Linked DNA regions of Pan troglodytes: region 2 is linked to region 1. The links are chromatin contacts, called in public Hi-C maps. All regions are on one chromosome and are shown on one strand. Each heading gives the region's core, a stretch centred on a gene start, on an enhancer-like site or on the middle of the called end of the contact. The rest is flanking DNA. Distances are from core to core; before and after follow the strand shown. Region 1 overlaps RAD51B (RAD51 paralog B). Region 2 overlaps ZFP36L1 (ZFP36 ring finger protein like 1).

What was found. Hi-C and Micro-C count contacts between places; a contact is called where the count stands out from the background.
Region 2: a contact with region 1 is called in a Hi-C map of stem cell-derived neural progenitor cells, with 5 times the contacts expected there. The contact joins two enhancer-like sites. A contact is called at or near these places in 2 of 7 Hi-C or Micro-C datasets (a lymphoblastoid cell line and stem cell-derived neural progenitor cells) and 1 of 1 datasets of contacts at active chromatin or transcription factors (stem cell-derived excitatory neurons).

The regions. Positions count from the first base shown.
Region 1 is chr15:66,228,658-66,236,311 of NHGRI_mPanTro3-v2.0_pri, forward strand. All of the region lies in intron 7 of RAD51B (RAD51 paralog B), which reads left to right. Among named protein-coding and RNA genes, the nearest start is that of RAD51B, 430 kb to the left of the region's middle. Within about 2 kb of position 4,589, at least 8 of the 24 cell types and tissues checked have an H3K27ac peak or open chromatin away from gene starts, as enhancers often do. A contact at or near this core is called in stem cell-derived neural progenitor cells, where this site is marked.
Region 2 is chr15:66,768,418-66,776,044 of NHGRI_mPanTro3-v2.0_pri, forward strand. It overlaps ZFP36L1 (ZFP36 ring finger protein like 1), which reads right to left. Exons shown (of 3, transcript XM_063793611.1): 2 at 5,910-6,166; 3 at 701-3,517. The coding sequence starts at 5,966. The coding sequence ends at 2,558. Among named protein-coding and RNA genes, the nearest start is that of ZFP36L1, 5.6 kb to the right of the region's middle. Within about 2 kb of position 6,029, at least 16 of the 24 cell types and tissues checked have an H3K27ac peak or open chromatin away from gene starts, as enhancers often do. A contact at or near this core is called in stem cell-derived neural progenitor cells, where this site is marked.

The DNA of each region.
Region 1 (7,654 bases), core at 3,339-5,838:
AATCCTCACTGAAGTCTGATTTGGGTACAATAAGAATTCATCAAAAACATAGAAGCTGCATTTCCTAGGAAATCGAGGCTTTTTCCTGTATTTGGGAGTGGTAAAGAATACGCCCAAGAACTTGGAACAGATAAAACATTGGCAGACAAACAAAAGATCTGTAGGGCAGGACTTCCTTTTTATTCTCCTGAGCTCTCTCTCCCATTGTTTCAGAGAAGATGGAGCAAACACCCAGACAGAAGCTGCTTCAGTATTGTCTTCTATTGATAGGCTGCTTGTGTTCAGTGATTCCTCTGGCCCATAGTGTCTGCTGGACAGTTGGAGGCTTTTTGAAGCCATTGTATTGTTAGAGAATAATTAGAGTGAATGAAACAGTGGGTAGGGGTTAACAACAATTCTTTGTTGCAAGCAATTGGTAGTCTTGGCATCAGTATTGGTAACAAGGCCAATCTACTGGAAGGAATCGAAACAAAAGATGGAAAAGTTGTGGTTGGTTTGTCTGATCCATCCAGCAAATCCACCCATGCATGGCCATTGTGTCCTGTGAGCTCTCTGGAAATGCCTTTGGTCACACTGCATTCCAAGCCACTGGGTGGGTAATCTCTGGGTAGTCTTGTACATGGATTTCCTAGACTTTCCCATAACAAAAATGGCAAGGCACAGGTGTTGTCTTGGCAATTAATCATACACTTTATAAAGAAAACAATGTCCTAACATTTGGGTAGATGAATGGCGTGGTAGAAAAGCCCCATGATGTTTCTTTTGGAAGGAGGGTTAAAGAATGCCGTAACACTAACTAGCTCAGATGTGTCGATTGATACCAAGGTGAAAACATCTAGGCAAAACCATAATCTATGTCCTCATTGTCTCCTCCATCTCCTCCAGACCTACCCTGTCCTCGTCCTAGGAGTTTATATTGTGATCTAGAGGAGGCCCAGCCAGGGTGGGATCTAACAAATTGGGGTGGGTATAAATTTAGTACTTCAAAGATAGTGGCTCTTATTGGAAAACTTTATAAGCTGAATGCCTATCTCCCCCTCACTAATTTAGGGAACTGCAGCTGCTGCTAAATTCTGAGTCAAATAGACTTGCAACTATGGTTGATCAGATTCGTGATGTATTAGTAACACATGGAAGTGGTGCCTTATGTCGGGGCCCTGGGTTCCTACTGGAAACCCATCACTTAGATTTGTATGATATTGGTATGATCTGCTAGTGTGTGATGCTTTGTTACATCCTCTTTTCAAGTCAGCTTTCCACCAGAGCTTCCCAAGAACAGAGAGGCCTGCCTCAAATATTTGGTTCAAATCATGCAACATAAGTTACCTTATATCTCTTTTCCTGTTGCTTATCTAAAAGGACAGAGACTCAGAGGCAGTTTAAAAGTGGAGGTGGGCATGTCTCCAAGGCGATTTATGACTTTAGACGCATATCCCTAAAAGGCGAATTCCTGCTCTCACAAGTTGAATAGGGCTCTAATCCCACAATCTGATTTAGGCCAAGAATGACTTACATTTGAAATCCCAAACCAAGACTGTTCAAGATTGGTATTAAAGTCGGAGCAATGAGGTGGAGGTAGTGTTCACCTCCACATTATTCTGAGAATGGGCCTGACCCTCATGGATCTGTGGGTGTGAGGAGTGGTGGTTGTCAGGAGCCGGGGAAGGTAGTGCGGGGAGTGAAGGAGGGGAGACAGCAGTGTGCTTATTTTCAGTTTGTCAGCTGCTCTGGAAAATGGCCAAAATGAATGAGATACAACAAGCCTTCAGGGCTGCTGTAAGCCAAGGAGAGACAAGGCCCCTCCTTTTAAAAAGCTCTGTGGAATTTAGACTTAAAGTTTTATATGTTATTTTGTTTAGGGTAAATGTGAAATCCCTAAACATTCCCCAGGAAATGTTAGCTCCCAGGAACACACAGTGGGCCCTAACTCCCTGGACAGAAGTACGTCTTGAGGGAGAAAAAAGAATTCAGCACCATTCCATGTAGCCTCCTGGCTCTGTTTGGCCGTGGGAGAAAGATTGATGAGAACCGTGATTAGATCTGTCTCTGTGGCCTCCAGCAGATTATTGGAAAGCCTTGAAAAAAAAAATCTTTTTGATAAAAAAGGATAGAAGTTCCAGTAGACAGGGGAAAGAAAAGGGCTAAATCTTCCAGGCCAAAATATGCCAGGGTTTGTACAAACCAGGGAGATGGAGCAAAGCTGAGCACTTTTATGAGAAGAGGCACTGGCATCAATCTAAAGGAGAGAGAATCTGGGACATTTAAGAAAAGGGGGCTTCCATATGGGAAGAAGGGCTTGTGAACCCAGTGTGGTGGTGAATTCTGTAACAGAAGTCACCAGCTGGGCTTTTTCTAGGCATGAGTTATCTTCTTTACTGGCAATCATGTTCCAAGTTTAATCTCTCCTCAGTGTGACTTTGGTCTCATGTTCACATCATGAAAACTCCAGGCTGTTTTTTGCTATACTCCTGAGTAATGTTGACATTTCTAAGGAGAGAGGAAATCTGGATAAATAGAGTTCTTTTCTTGGCATTGTTAAAAATATTACTAAAAAGAGCAAAGGGTGTTTTCAGAGCTAAGTGGAAGTAAAGTCTTTCTTTGCAATTTTGAAAGGCCAGGTAGGTGGCTGGGTACGCACTTTCTTGTAGCCTGTTTGTTTTAGCCCGCAGTGGTTTCTGAGCAGCTCTAAGTTCTGATAAAGGACACAAACACACCCATGCTACAGTGGCCATCTCACCTAATGCTGTCTTTTCTATCCTGTGACTGAAAATGTATGTAACTTGTAGGACATTTCTGAAAATTACATTATAGCTAGTCTATCACGGATTTTGAATTGTCTTTAAATTTTGCTATCAAAAGCAGAACAACAACTTGTCATCATAGAACTGGAAGGCATGGTTATTTTGTTTACCTCTTACTTTTTGCCCATTTGGAAACTGAAATTGCTTAAAGTTACATAGCTAGTTAGTGCAGGAACGGAAATGAAAAACTATTTCCTGATGCCTGGTTTATCACAATGGAAGGCTCTGCCCACAAGAAGGAAAGTTCAGTTCAGATTCCCTGTAATTTTAAGAACTTTCATGAATATACTAATTTTAGTAGAAACAACTAACCAAGATGGCTTATCATTCTCAACGGAACATAATTTTAAGGAGAAACACTTGGAATAATCTAATTTTAAACTGTAATGCTAATTCTTTATTAGTCTATTTGGGGGATTTTTTTATATGTTGCATGACATACTTGCACATTTTCCTATTTAATACTTCTTTTAATCCTGAAAGCACTTATTTAAGAATGATCACTAGCACTCCAGGACAAGTTAAATACAGAAAGCCATATACATATAAATGGCAGACATAACTGCAAAAAGAGAACAATATAGTGAGGGAAATGGTCTTCAGGGTGCTGCAAAGCGCTTTATAGTTACAAAATGCCTTCATGTACATTTCTAATTGATCCTCAGGACAGTGTTGTAAAAGGAGGAAGAATGTGTGTGTAAGTGTACAGCTGTTTTCCAGAACACCGAATCGAAGCTCAGAGATACTGCACAACTCACCAGCACAGCGAGGAAGCTACTGAATTGGGACTCACACTCAGACCTTCACCCCAAACCCATAGCTCATTTTATTTCTTCATAATGCGTTAGTTGCAGAAGTAATAATACTTTAAAAAGCAATCCACATTTTTTCTGTTTACTCTTTCCTCTCTTCTTCAGGACAGAAACTGTACTTTCCTTGTCCAGTTCCAGTTTGTATTATTGTATTCATGGTATTTACCTTACCTGGAGGGAATAGGCCTTTTAAATATCATTAAAATTGGGTTTTTGAGGTTATGTTCTTTTCTCCTTCACATCCTAAACTTCAGACCTCATGCTCTTTGGCCTTCCATTCAATTCAAATGAGAAGGGCTGTTGTAATTGTTGGCAATGCCTCCCCAGGCTGCCACTGTACGTGGAGGATCTTCACGTTTGGAAAGAAAAAAAAAATGCAGTTTAGTGAAGTTCATGATTCTACTTTTACTCTTCTAACATAGCCTTTTTTTTTTAAATTTATTTGTTTGTTTTTACATGTAACACTAGGTGGCAGAGTAACTACACCACAAAGCACCACATCCTTTGTTTCTCACTACTCTGGGGAGTGGGTATCTGAATAGTGAGGCATAAAACCATCTGTGGCTACATGAGATTGGACCAACCAACAAGGCCAATATTTTCTTGACAGGGAACTGGCTGCAGTGATTCTAAAACATATGCTTCCAAGATACTGTCTTTAAGATTTCCATCTTTCTTTTTTCCCCAGCTCCCCTTGATTTTAATTTCTCTGCCCCATTGCACTCTGCTAGCAGAGGGCGGACACAGCCTGCAGGCAGCTGCTTTGAAATGGCAGATTGGGATGGATGTGCCCATTGGTGCTGGCACCCTCGCCTTTGTGTGCCAGTGGGTCATGAAGGGTCTGGGGGTAAGGCACCTGAGTCCTTGCCCGAATGGCACCAGGCCCTCTGGCAGAGGGGCAGCAGTGGCTGGGCTGAGTCAGTTGGAAGATGCTGCCCTCACTAACTCAGGTTTACAGAACAGGTGTTTTTAAAGAGCAGTCTGATCCTGGTTCAGCTCTGTCACCGGTTTGGAAATACTGCCGTGCAGTCGGTGGGGCATTGCCTCTCAGTTTCTTCCTAGCAATTTGCTGGTGTCTGCTACCCTGGATGCCTCACATGCCACAGGACACACTAAGCTAAATAAAGCAGAGCAAGTTCTGTCTTTCATGTTGTGAAGAGTATGAACTTGGGCTGTGGAAATACTTCTTTGGATTTTTGCTGAAAAAGAAAAGAATAGCATTAAAACAAAACAATACTTACCAACTAGTAATAATACTCTAAGTATACCCTACATTAAGAAACTCCTGTAAAACCAAGTCTGAATGTATAAAATCGATCAAACAAAAGGATTGTATTTTAATTACAAAAGCATTCTTTGTAACTGGAACCACAATCGGATTACATTAAATAGTGAGCTTCTGATGTGAATTGTAAATGTTTTAATCTACAAAAAAAAGTACTTAAATCTTGACTTTTCAGGAACCCACTTGTTATATAAAACAAAAACTAACTGGACTATAGTTTTACACACATACTTACATCACACCCTCACCACTTTCCGACTGGGAATCCTAGAGTATTTTTTAGTGTTTAGCTGGAGGTCCAGGTAGTGTCCTAATTTTGCACACACAGCCCTGGTGACATGAAAGGGCATTGTTGAAATGACCAAGTGAGTCATGGTAATCAGGGCAATCCTGTAGGATTAGAGATATGGGGGTCTTGTTTATTTGTGTGCCTGCTAGAGCTGCAATTCTTTCATAAACTACATGACTTTTGAAAATACCTCAAACAACATATATAAATCAGACCAAGGATATTAATCTCAGGCCACCGCCATAGTGAGGCTTTGAAGCCAGGGGAAGGTGGTGAGACCTTCTTGTTTGTTAAGGAAGAAATGTCATAAAAATTCCAAAGCAGGACTCAAATTTCCAGGGGAGAGGGCCTCTTTATTGTTTCCTCTAATAGCTGCTTTGGCGCTTTAGTGAATAAATGTGTTGCACAAAGTAACCCTAGATGCATCTGAACTTTAGTCTGGCTTGGCTCCCACTTTTGTATTTAGCATCCATTCTGAATTATTTATTTAAGATATTTTTGCTGTTGTTTGTCACTCCTTCTTCCTGTCTCCCTACCAGCCCCCCTCATTTGTCCTGTCTTTATTTTCACACTTCTCTAATTAATTGATATCTTCTGCTCTTAGCACTGCAGCAAATGTGCCTGCATTTTTATGTGGATCTTCACTATGCAGGCTATGCTTTTAAGTTTCTGGAATAGAATGATGGTAAAAATGAGTCATGGCTTGTTTCTATATTTGTTTCTGAGTCAAGAAGCTTAATTTTCTTACTATAATGCCTGAGATATCAAGCTATACAGTTTACTTTTAAGGGAAACAATCACAATTTCATCAATTCCTTTAAGTAGATGTTTTCAAATATTATAGAATTCTTTGGATTTGTGTTTCCAAAATGAACAACACAATGGTAGTGCTATTATTGTTTTAAGGAGAAAAAGAAGCACATCCAAAATAGGTAAAATCTTCCCCTAAATCCCCTGGGAACAGGCCTATGGGTGTTGCCCTGGCCTGCTCACAGCCCCAGGACAACCGGCATTAATTCACTGAGGGCCTCATACCTACATCTCAATGACTGCTTAAACCAGATACCTGAGGGTCTGGGGTCTAACAGAAGAAAAAAGGAGAGTAGAGCTGAGGGTTATGGAACATTCCCAGGAAGGGAGAGAATATCAGAAAATGCAAGACTGCCCCAGTGCAGCAGCAGTGATGCAGCCAGAGGTTACCAGAAGTTCTGGCACCTCCACCTTCATGGACACAAGCTGTATATATCAGTTTACCATGGTTTTCAGTGTAAAAAAGCCAACTTATGTCCTTCAGTGTCAGTTTATTGAGCTCTTCAGTGCAGCCTCATAACTTATATTAATTGGGAGGAAAATGCTTCCAGAGAAAGGAGAGATGCTGGACAAAACAACTTTGTCTTTGACTAGTTGTCAAGGCCCTGCTGTTTGGAGTCATTGACAAGTCCTTGATTCTTGTATGACAGATCCAGGGGAAAAAAAGAAGTGATTCATCTTCTTCTGTTGCACCTTTCAAGGAGGAATTAAAAAAAAAAAAAGATTTTGCTTATGGACTTAACATCACTGGCAGCAGTAAGTGGGCTCTGACTCTTTGCAAGGTATAATTTACCATTGTGCTCCTCCCTCCTGAGTTTATGCACCTCGATGAGCCCCGGCCCATTAAAATTCCTTCTTAAAAGCAGGAGGTGAAAAGAGCCAAGCGTGTGTTTTTTTTAGAGGAGAGTGTAGCTATACAAGGAAAGAGGTCCCAGTCCTTTTTCTATTTTAAATGCTGGTAAACAACTTGAAACCTGTTAAAGCTTTTGAAGGAATGTGGAGGAGTTGTCCTTTTGACTCCAATGTTGGGGAAGACAAAATAAAGGAAATAATTTTAAGAAAAGAGACTTTCCCATGATGAGCTTTAGTCTGAAGCATCCTGCAGGTGTCACATCTGTTCCTCTAGGTGTGCAGATTAATTTCAGTTGCCTCCATGTCTGCTGGGTCCATTATCTTTGCTCGGCTGGGTCCAACATCTTTGCTCATTTCTCTACTGAACTTTTTCCAACTTTTAGTGCTGTGCTTTTCCAGCTCAGCCCTTGTCAAAGTATGAAATACCATTTGTTTCTTGGTGAGACAGAATAGTGTTGTTTAAAGATGACATGCTAATACAGTTATGTAAAAATTCTCCATTTTGTAATGCTACAGGAAAAAAACACCAGTGTCCGTTATGACTGAACAAAGTTATCACTCAGCCATGTTATCTCAGTCATGCACATCAAGATTGACCTGTCTGCCATTTGGGGAAGCCTTCATAATTTGTAAGGTGCAGGAAGGAACTAGTTTTAATTGAGATTTAAGAGGAATGTCTTTCACTAGCCTTTCTTTTTGAGTCCCTTATTTCTAAAGGGTCTTTTGCAACTTGTACAAAAGAGCAAGATCCTTCATTCCTCTTTTAATCCTACAGCCTGCAGGAGTTGAGTATACCTATAACCAG
Region 2 (7,627 bases), core at 4,779-7,278, 540 kb after region 1:
GTGTTAACACTCACTTCCCCTTAACAGCCCTCCAAACCCAAAAGGCTATGTCAAATCCAGTCCCAGTCCCCAGTTCCTTGTGACTGAGCCCCTCACCCCGCTGGACATTCCTCTCCAAGCAGGCAGTGCTTCCTTATACCCTCCCCACACGGGTAGGTGTTGAGAGGCCAGTACTGAGGTAAATTTCTTATGGGCAAAATGAGCCCAAGGCACCCCAATAAAAGAACTCACTCAAATCCAAGCCTGCAAGTGTGCCAAGTGCTAGGTCCTCTTTTATCATTTTGGCACCCCAAACACCATCCAAAGGAATGAAGAGCACAGGCTGGACGGGGCGGACTGGAAGGCCCTGAGCCTTGGCTCCCCAGAAGAACCGCAGAGGCCACACAAGTGTCGGCAAGGCTGGGCCCGTTGCTATTCAGCCAACAACTAACACACTGCACAGTCTTTTCAGAAGTAATACAGCAGGAAGTCCAGGCTCCTTTGCAGAAAACCTCCACCCCGTCCCCTCTAAGCGCAGCAAACTGCCAGCATCAAGGAAGGGAGCTATAGGCTTAGCTTATATGGATGAGAGATGCCGCCACCCACAGCCACAGCCCTCTCTCTCCGCCTCCCCCTCCCCAGGACTTGCAAGGTATACAAGGGGAGAACCTTACTGGCAAAGTCAAACCAAAACCAAGTAAAACCAGCTCCACCATCAATGTTTCTTGAAAAAACGGGGTTTATTGATTTTTAAACTGCAAATAGTCGTTACAAAAAGTTTTTTTTTCTTTTAAATAAATTCACACAAAGAAAGAGAAATAGAAAGCGACGGTAGTGACCAGCAAGAGGAATAATAATTACATTCATCTTAATGTGTGTGTGCCAGTTCTGTTTACATTAACATTGGAAAACTCCAGACCTGGAATCCAGAACCTCAAATCTGTGAGTGGAATGTCTTGAGATGGGCACGTGGAAGTCAAAGGGTTTCTCTTTTTTTTTTTTTCCCTTTTAGAAGCTATACATAAAAAGTTGTTTTCCTTCTGTACTGTCACAGAACTTTTACATACATTCTCAGTCCTAGTTGTGAAAGGCCTAAAGAGAAAGAAACTCAATTTGCAGTCCAACACAAAGGGGGGAATTTCTAAAATAAATAATCCAACAGTTTTTTGCATTTTTTTAAATTAATTTTTCATTTTTTTAAAATAAAATAACCAAAAAAGTGTAAAGTTACAAAAAATGTCGTTGAAGAATAATATATTAAAACTGTGGAAAAAAAGGAAAAAGACACGTCACAAAATTTTAAGATTAATATGAAGATCATAATTTAACATAAAAGAATATATTCTATGGATTTGTCATCCCGATAAATATGAACAAAATTAACAAAAAAAAAGCATAGTTTGGCAATAAATACGTTTTGATAAGTTAAATAAGCTTTTTTATATTGATGTGCAGTGACAAGCAAAATTTTTGCTCTCCAATTTCTGAAAGTTATATGAAGTTTAAAACCCAGGGAAGAAAGCATGGCGTGAGTGCTCTAAGGATAGACCTACGGTATTCTAGAGCAAAAACCATTAAAGCTACTTCTACAGGAAATCGTTTTACACAGATATTGTATGTGGAATGAATACCATTAACTGCTCACCCCTTACATTTTTTTTTTTTTAGCTTTTCTCTCATTTTTTTTTGTTGTTATTTTTTTTAAAAAGATGTCACATATGAACTGGGGAACTTTAGCACCAAAATCAAGTCTCTCCTAGTCCATCTAGCTTCCCCTTCCTCCCCGCTTAAAAAAAAGAAAAAATTAAATCACAAAGTCCCACTTAAGTCAAAATCTTCGTCCGCTTTTTCAGCCTTCCTTCCTGCAGACCTACACAAACCCAGGCAAGATTAGTCAACAGGGGTTCAGATCGGGAAGAAAAAGGTTTTGAATGTCAAGACAGGTTTCCCCCAAAACCCTGGTCTGGCAACAACTCTTCGGGGGGGGGGGGGGGGGGGTACAGGTGGAGAGGTGCCGCCGGGAAGAGGGGAGGAGGAATAAGTGTGCGGGAGACTGAAATGAGGGAAGGTGCAGTTGTGTCGCCAGTGGAGGGGGCTGCTGGTTCCGGGTCTCCACCCCCCCATGGGCAGAGGCTCCGGGAGGCCCACGGGTGCCCTCTGGCGCTGAAGAGGTAATGTAGTCACAGTGACAAAGTTAGATTACAAGGCACTAAGTTGCTTCTGTAAACTGTTACTGCTTTTTCTCTTGTGATTTGGCACTTAAGGCTTAAGCCGGAAAAAAAAAGGCATCTACTGACAAAATATGGGACTTGTCTGTTATGCATGGTAAGTGGGCTATAAAATCCAGGGAGGGGGTTTCAAGCCAGAAGAAGCTACTGACAAATTGACTTGTCCTTATGTTAGGTGGGGTTATGAGGGGGAGAGGGAGGGCACATTCTGAGGTGCTGGGGGAAAGGGGTTGAGCTTAACCTTGTTAATGTAGGGCCTGTGGGGAATGGGATGGGTAGGGAGAAGAGGGTATGGGATGTGGGTGCAGGGTAGGGGCTGGAGTAGGCAGGAGGTCCCTCCCTACCCTGGCTTAGTCATCTGAGATGGAAAGTCTGCTGAAGATGGGCAGGCGTCTTGAGTTGTCCAAGGTCGGGGAGTCTGAGCCACTGTGGCTGCTGCTGGAGCTGCTCAGGTAGCCCTCCTGGTCCGAGAGAGAATCCTGAGGGCTGGGGGGAGAGTCAAACATGTGAGGGGACTCGGACATGGGCCGGAAGAGGAAGGTGGTCGGGGAGCCACCCCCGGGCAGCCCCATGCTAGGGGCAAAGAGGCTTGCCAGCTCCTGGCTGGAGAAGGCAAAAGGGTTATTGGTGCCATCGGGCAGGGTAGGTGAGCCCAGGAGGTCATCGGCGCTCAGAATAGGGGGTGGGGTGATGGACGTGGGGCTGTCCAGCAGCCCGGTGGCAGCGGCGGTGGCAGCGGCACTGGGAAACCCAGCAAAGCTAAAGCTATGCTGGAGGCGGGGACGGTCAGCGGAGAGGTCCCGGGCCCCGGCCAGGGCACGGCGCTCTTCAGCGTTGTGGATGAAGTGGCAGCGGGGCCCGTAGGGGCAAAAGCCGATGGTGTGGAAGGTGCGGCACAGCTCCGTCTTGTACTTGGGGTGGCGGGTCAGGCTGCGGAGCTCGTGGATGCCGTGTGCGAACTGGCACTTGTCCCCGTACTTACAGGCACCGTTTTCCTCAAAGGGGCGGCACAGCTCCGTCTTGTAGCGGCTGGAGTTGACCTGGCCGCCCCCGGGCTGCTTCTGGGTGGGCAGCAGCCGCTCGCCCCCTTCCGAGAAGGAGCGGTCTCGGAAGCGGCTGTCTCGCGAGCTCAGAGCGGGGGCTGGCTCACCCTTGAGGCTGCTGAGGAGCTGGTTCTGGTGGAACTTGGAGCTGGGCAGGGTGACTGAGTGCCTCCGAGGGAAGCCCCCACCAGCAGGGGTGCCCACTGCCTTTCTGTCCAGCAGGCAACCCCCTGCACCGGGAGCACTATAGTTGAGCATCTTGTTACCCTGGAGAGAGAAGAGAAAGGATGGTAAGGACGGAGGACATCCACCAGGATGTCCACTATGGGCAGCCCCTACACAACCACAAACGCCCGCTCTTTCTCAAAGAACTCATCTCTACCTCGGCTCTAGCAAGCTCCCTTCCCTCTCTCCCTCCCATAGGCCATTCACCTGGGTTTATTTTGGCCCCATGCGTAAGAAACCACAAGATCCAAACTGTGTGACAAGCACCCTACTCCATGCTGACTCCTGCAATGCAACCCCCATATCCTCTGTCCCCAAAGCTACCACGTTAATCTGTAAAGTTCAACTTCTTTACTAGTCAAACAGATTCTTCAACTCAAAATATCTCACACAACCCAGACCTCTCTAGATTACCGCACCCCGCCCCCGCCACCGCCCGCGACAAAAACAGGTAAACCTCAGAAAGGAGTCGATCATAGGCTACGTTAGGTCCCCTTCCAATCAGTCTCTGCTTAATTGATACCCCCTCCTTCAAGACCTGGCCTAAGACTCTCAACTTCCTCCTTCAGAAGTGTTCCCTTCCTTTGGCAACAGGTTTTCAGACTGCCTTTGCTTTTTCTTGTGGGGAGGAGATTGGGGGCCTGGTCTGAGGTTGGGGGAGACAGGGATGTGATTCCTGAAAATAAAACTCTTTGCCCTAAGTTCCCGGAAGAGATATTTTCTACAATAATCTCTCTCACCATTTCCACTCAGCCCTAGCCCACCCCGCCCCCTTCACTGAGAAGATGCCTTTGCAATTAGTCTTTTGGCTGCAAGAGCAAGCTTGGATAAGAGCTCCAGTGTTTAATCTTTAACGCAAAGCTGCAGATGGAAAGGAAAAGGAAAGCACCAACCCCCCCTACCCACCTCCTAGTCAATAGCGGATTGGGGGTGGTGGGGATGGGGGCAGAGCCACCAATGGCAGGTTTCTGTTCCAATAGGACCCTGGTCACCTGCCCAAATTGTACCCAAGATTTGGAAATGGTGCAGGTCAGGGACCTAGGAGTTAGTTCCCAGCCCATGTGGGTGTCGTTGTGCAAATTCTAATGTTGGTCCCTTAGGATCAGCAGGGGGGGACCGGGAATCTGTAACTGCAACCACCCCACCGAGAGGATTACAGGAACCCAGTCGAGAGCTGGTTCCCAACAATGAGGTTCATTTAAAAAGTCCTGAGGGGGGAGGGGGGCCAAAGAAAGAAATAGATCAAAGAGCGGGAGAGTCGAGAAAAGAAGGAAGAAATGTTGGGGAGCGCTGGCAGCCGGGCTGGCAAGTGGAGTTTGGGAATGTGCAGGGAGGGAAGGAAGCTGAAAAATTCAAACTTTTTAAATGCTACTCTTCAGCTCCTCGGCGTCCCTGCACCCCAACCCTGCAGCCCTGGGGCGTTGGCAGCTGCACCAACAGGAGCAGCAAGCTGGGAAAACAGAGCAACATGACCCGACGTGTTAAGAGAAGGCAAAACACTTCAGCAATTAAAAAGTAGCCCAGCAACTTCACCCTTTCAAATTGGGAGGGGGAGGTTGGAAAGAAATTTAACAACATCCATAGACTTTTGCTATGTACATTTAAACCGCAGTCCTGGAACATTCCGAGTTTAAAACTTGCTTTTTCAACACTGGCTGACAAGCAACATGTTTTAAGGAGGCCCCCATTAAATCCTTACTCGCGGGACTCTCGAGTTTAAGCCAGCATTTTGTCGCCACCTCCCCCCCCAACCCCGCCCGCAATCGATGAGCCGCAATGCCTCGGCAACACAGGTAAGCGGGTCAACCTGAATGCCTCTTTCACCCCAAAGTTTGCTGCACGATCGGCTATCGCGGGAAGAAGCCCAACGGAGCTAGGGCGGACTCAAGCCCCACTGCAAACTTGTTCTGCAACATCTTTTTGAATCACAACTTGGCCTTTCTTCCTCGCATATCCCCAGCTCCCCCCAAAGAGTGGAGGAAAACATTGTCCCGAGACTCACTTCCCCGAGGGACCTCCCACTCCCAACCCCACGGGTGGGTAATGCCGCTGGACAGACCTAGGGCGCAGACTGGGAACCCGATCAGACCAGCAAACCTGGGATCCAGCAGCACGTTACGTAAAACAGAATCGCCCAAAACTTGTCCCAATCCCAGCCCTCCCCCCGAAGCCCCCGGGCTGCCCTGCCAGGCAAACTTCGCCCCTCAAAACCCTGGCCTCCAGATTCACATGTAATCCCCGCCAGGAACTGTTGAAACTCAAAGGGTGGGAAGGACGGGGCCAAATTCCTTCAAACTTGGGAGAAATGCGGGAGGAGAAAAGAATCATCTCGCTGCACCACTTTCCCCACTGCCTTCCAAGACCCAAACTTTTGGGGGTTCTTAAGGCAAAAGAAAAAGACTTTTTGAAAAGCAAATGCTCCGCCCCCCTTTACCTTGCATAAAACTTCGCTCAAGTCGAAGATGGTGGCAGACACGAGGGTGGTGGTCATCCTGTGCGCTCGCGCGAGCCAGGGGCGAGGATCTGGTGTGTCGCGAAGGTCCCGGTGCGGGGAAGGCGCAGCCTCTCCTGTCTGGAGTCCCACACGCCAGTTCCCGGCGCCCCTCGCCTTTCTGACTCCGGGCTGGGGCGCGCAAAGCCCAATTTATAAAGTTTCAGATTTGGTGGGCCGGGGGGAGGAGGAGCTTTAAACTTATTTAAATGAGGAAGAGGAGGAAAAAGAAGTTGATTGACACTGGAGTTGAATCAGCCATGCGGTCAGGCGGGGAGGGGGGGGCAGGGGGAGGAGAAGAAACTTTCAAAAGGAAGAAGGGGGAGGGGAGACGAGAAAACAAGGCGGAAAAAAAAACCCCACTGTGAGCCGCGCACAACTTTTTTTTTTTTTCTTAAAGAGGAAAAGTTTCGAGTCGGCTGACTTCCCTACCCGGCGCTTCAGGCGCCCCCTCTCCGGGGCCGCGCGGGCGCAGAGCGGGAGGGGCGCGCCCCCTCCTTTGTCAGCCTCAGAGCGCGGCTGTGACGTCACTCATTCCACTCCCTCCGGGGTTCTTGTTGTCGTGTTGTTGTTTTTTGTTGGGCAGGAAGGCGGGCTCGACTTTCTCTTTTTGCCAGCGGGAGCTGAAGCCCGTCCTTAGCGCCCGGGCCGCGGTTTCCATCTTGAGCTGGCGGTCTCCTTGAAACTTCCCCAAGTGTCTGCACAACTTACCTTTTCCCGACTTCTCTTCGACACTCGGCTCCCTTCGGCAAACCGGGCAGGCCGAGGACATTAGAAATTTGGGACGCACAGAATGTTCAAGCCTAGGATTTTATGTTGCTGTTTTTTTTCCAGCGGGGCGTAGGGTGGGGGCGCGGTGCTGGGGGTACTAGGGAAACTTTTTCCCCAGGAGGACATGGTCTGGCGGGGGCGAGCGCGGCACAATTTAGTGCGCCGCACGCGTCTACACTCGCGCTCGCTTTGCAGCCGGCGCTCTCCGGGTGTGGGCGGGTGGGGGGCGCCGCAAAAAAAGACCACAACCCGGGACGATTGTTTTACCAGGCCTAGGCGTGGCGTTTCTTTTCACGCATCCAATCTTTAAACTTTTTAGTCAAGAAAACCCTAATCCTTCCTGAATGCCCCTTCCTCCCAGAAAAAGCCCACCGAGCAACTCACTACTTTCCACGCGCGCTCCGAATTCTGGGCGGCGCCACAACCCTCCCTCCTCCGTCCTCCCCACACACACCTCAAGACTGTAGAACAATGAAAAAAGGTTACTTTGGTAAGAATGAAGGTAAAGAGGTGGAGGGAGGCAGCACTTTTAACTTATTGTTGCTTCTCTCTCGCCCCCACGGGAGTGGAACATATGGCTTGTCACGCTGCGCCGTTTTGGCGGGAGGTGGAGAGGGGGGCATGGGAGCCACGAAACCGAAGGGCCCGCAATGGAGCATGACTCCCTTGAAAATGATAAAATATATACTGTTAGGTTTGGATGCCGCCCACCCAAATAAAAAGTTAACGTGTCCCCCACCCGCCCCCTGCGCCTTGGCCCGACTGCTGGCGTGATGACCCAGGCGGAAGTCGCAGGGCTGCGCTTCTTTCCGATTTCCACGCGGGCTCCGCCGCCCCCCTCGGCCCTCGCACGTTTCTTCCCAGCACTCGAGGCCGCCGAGTCTGTTATG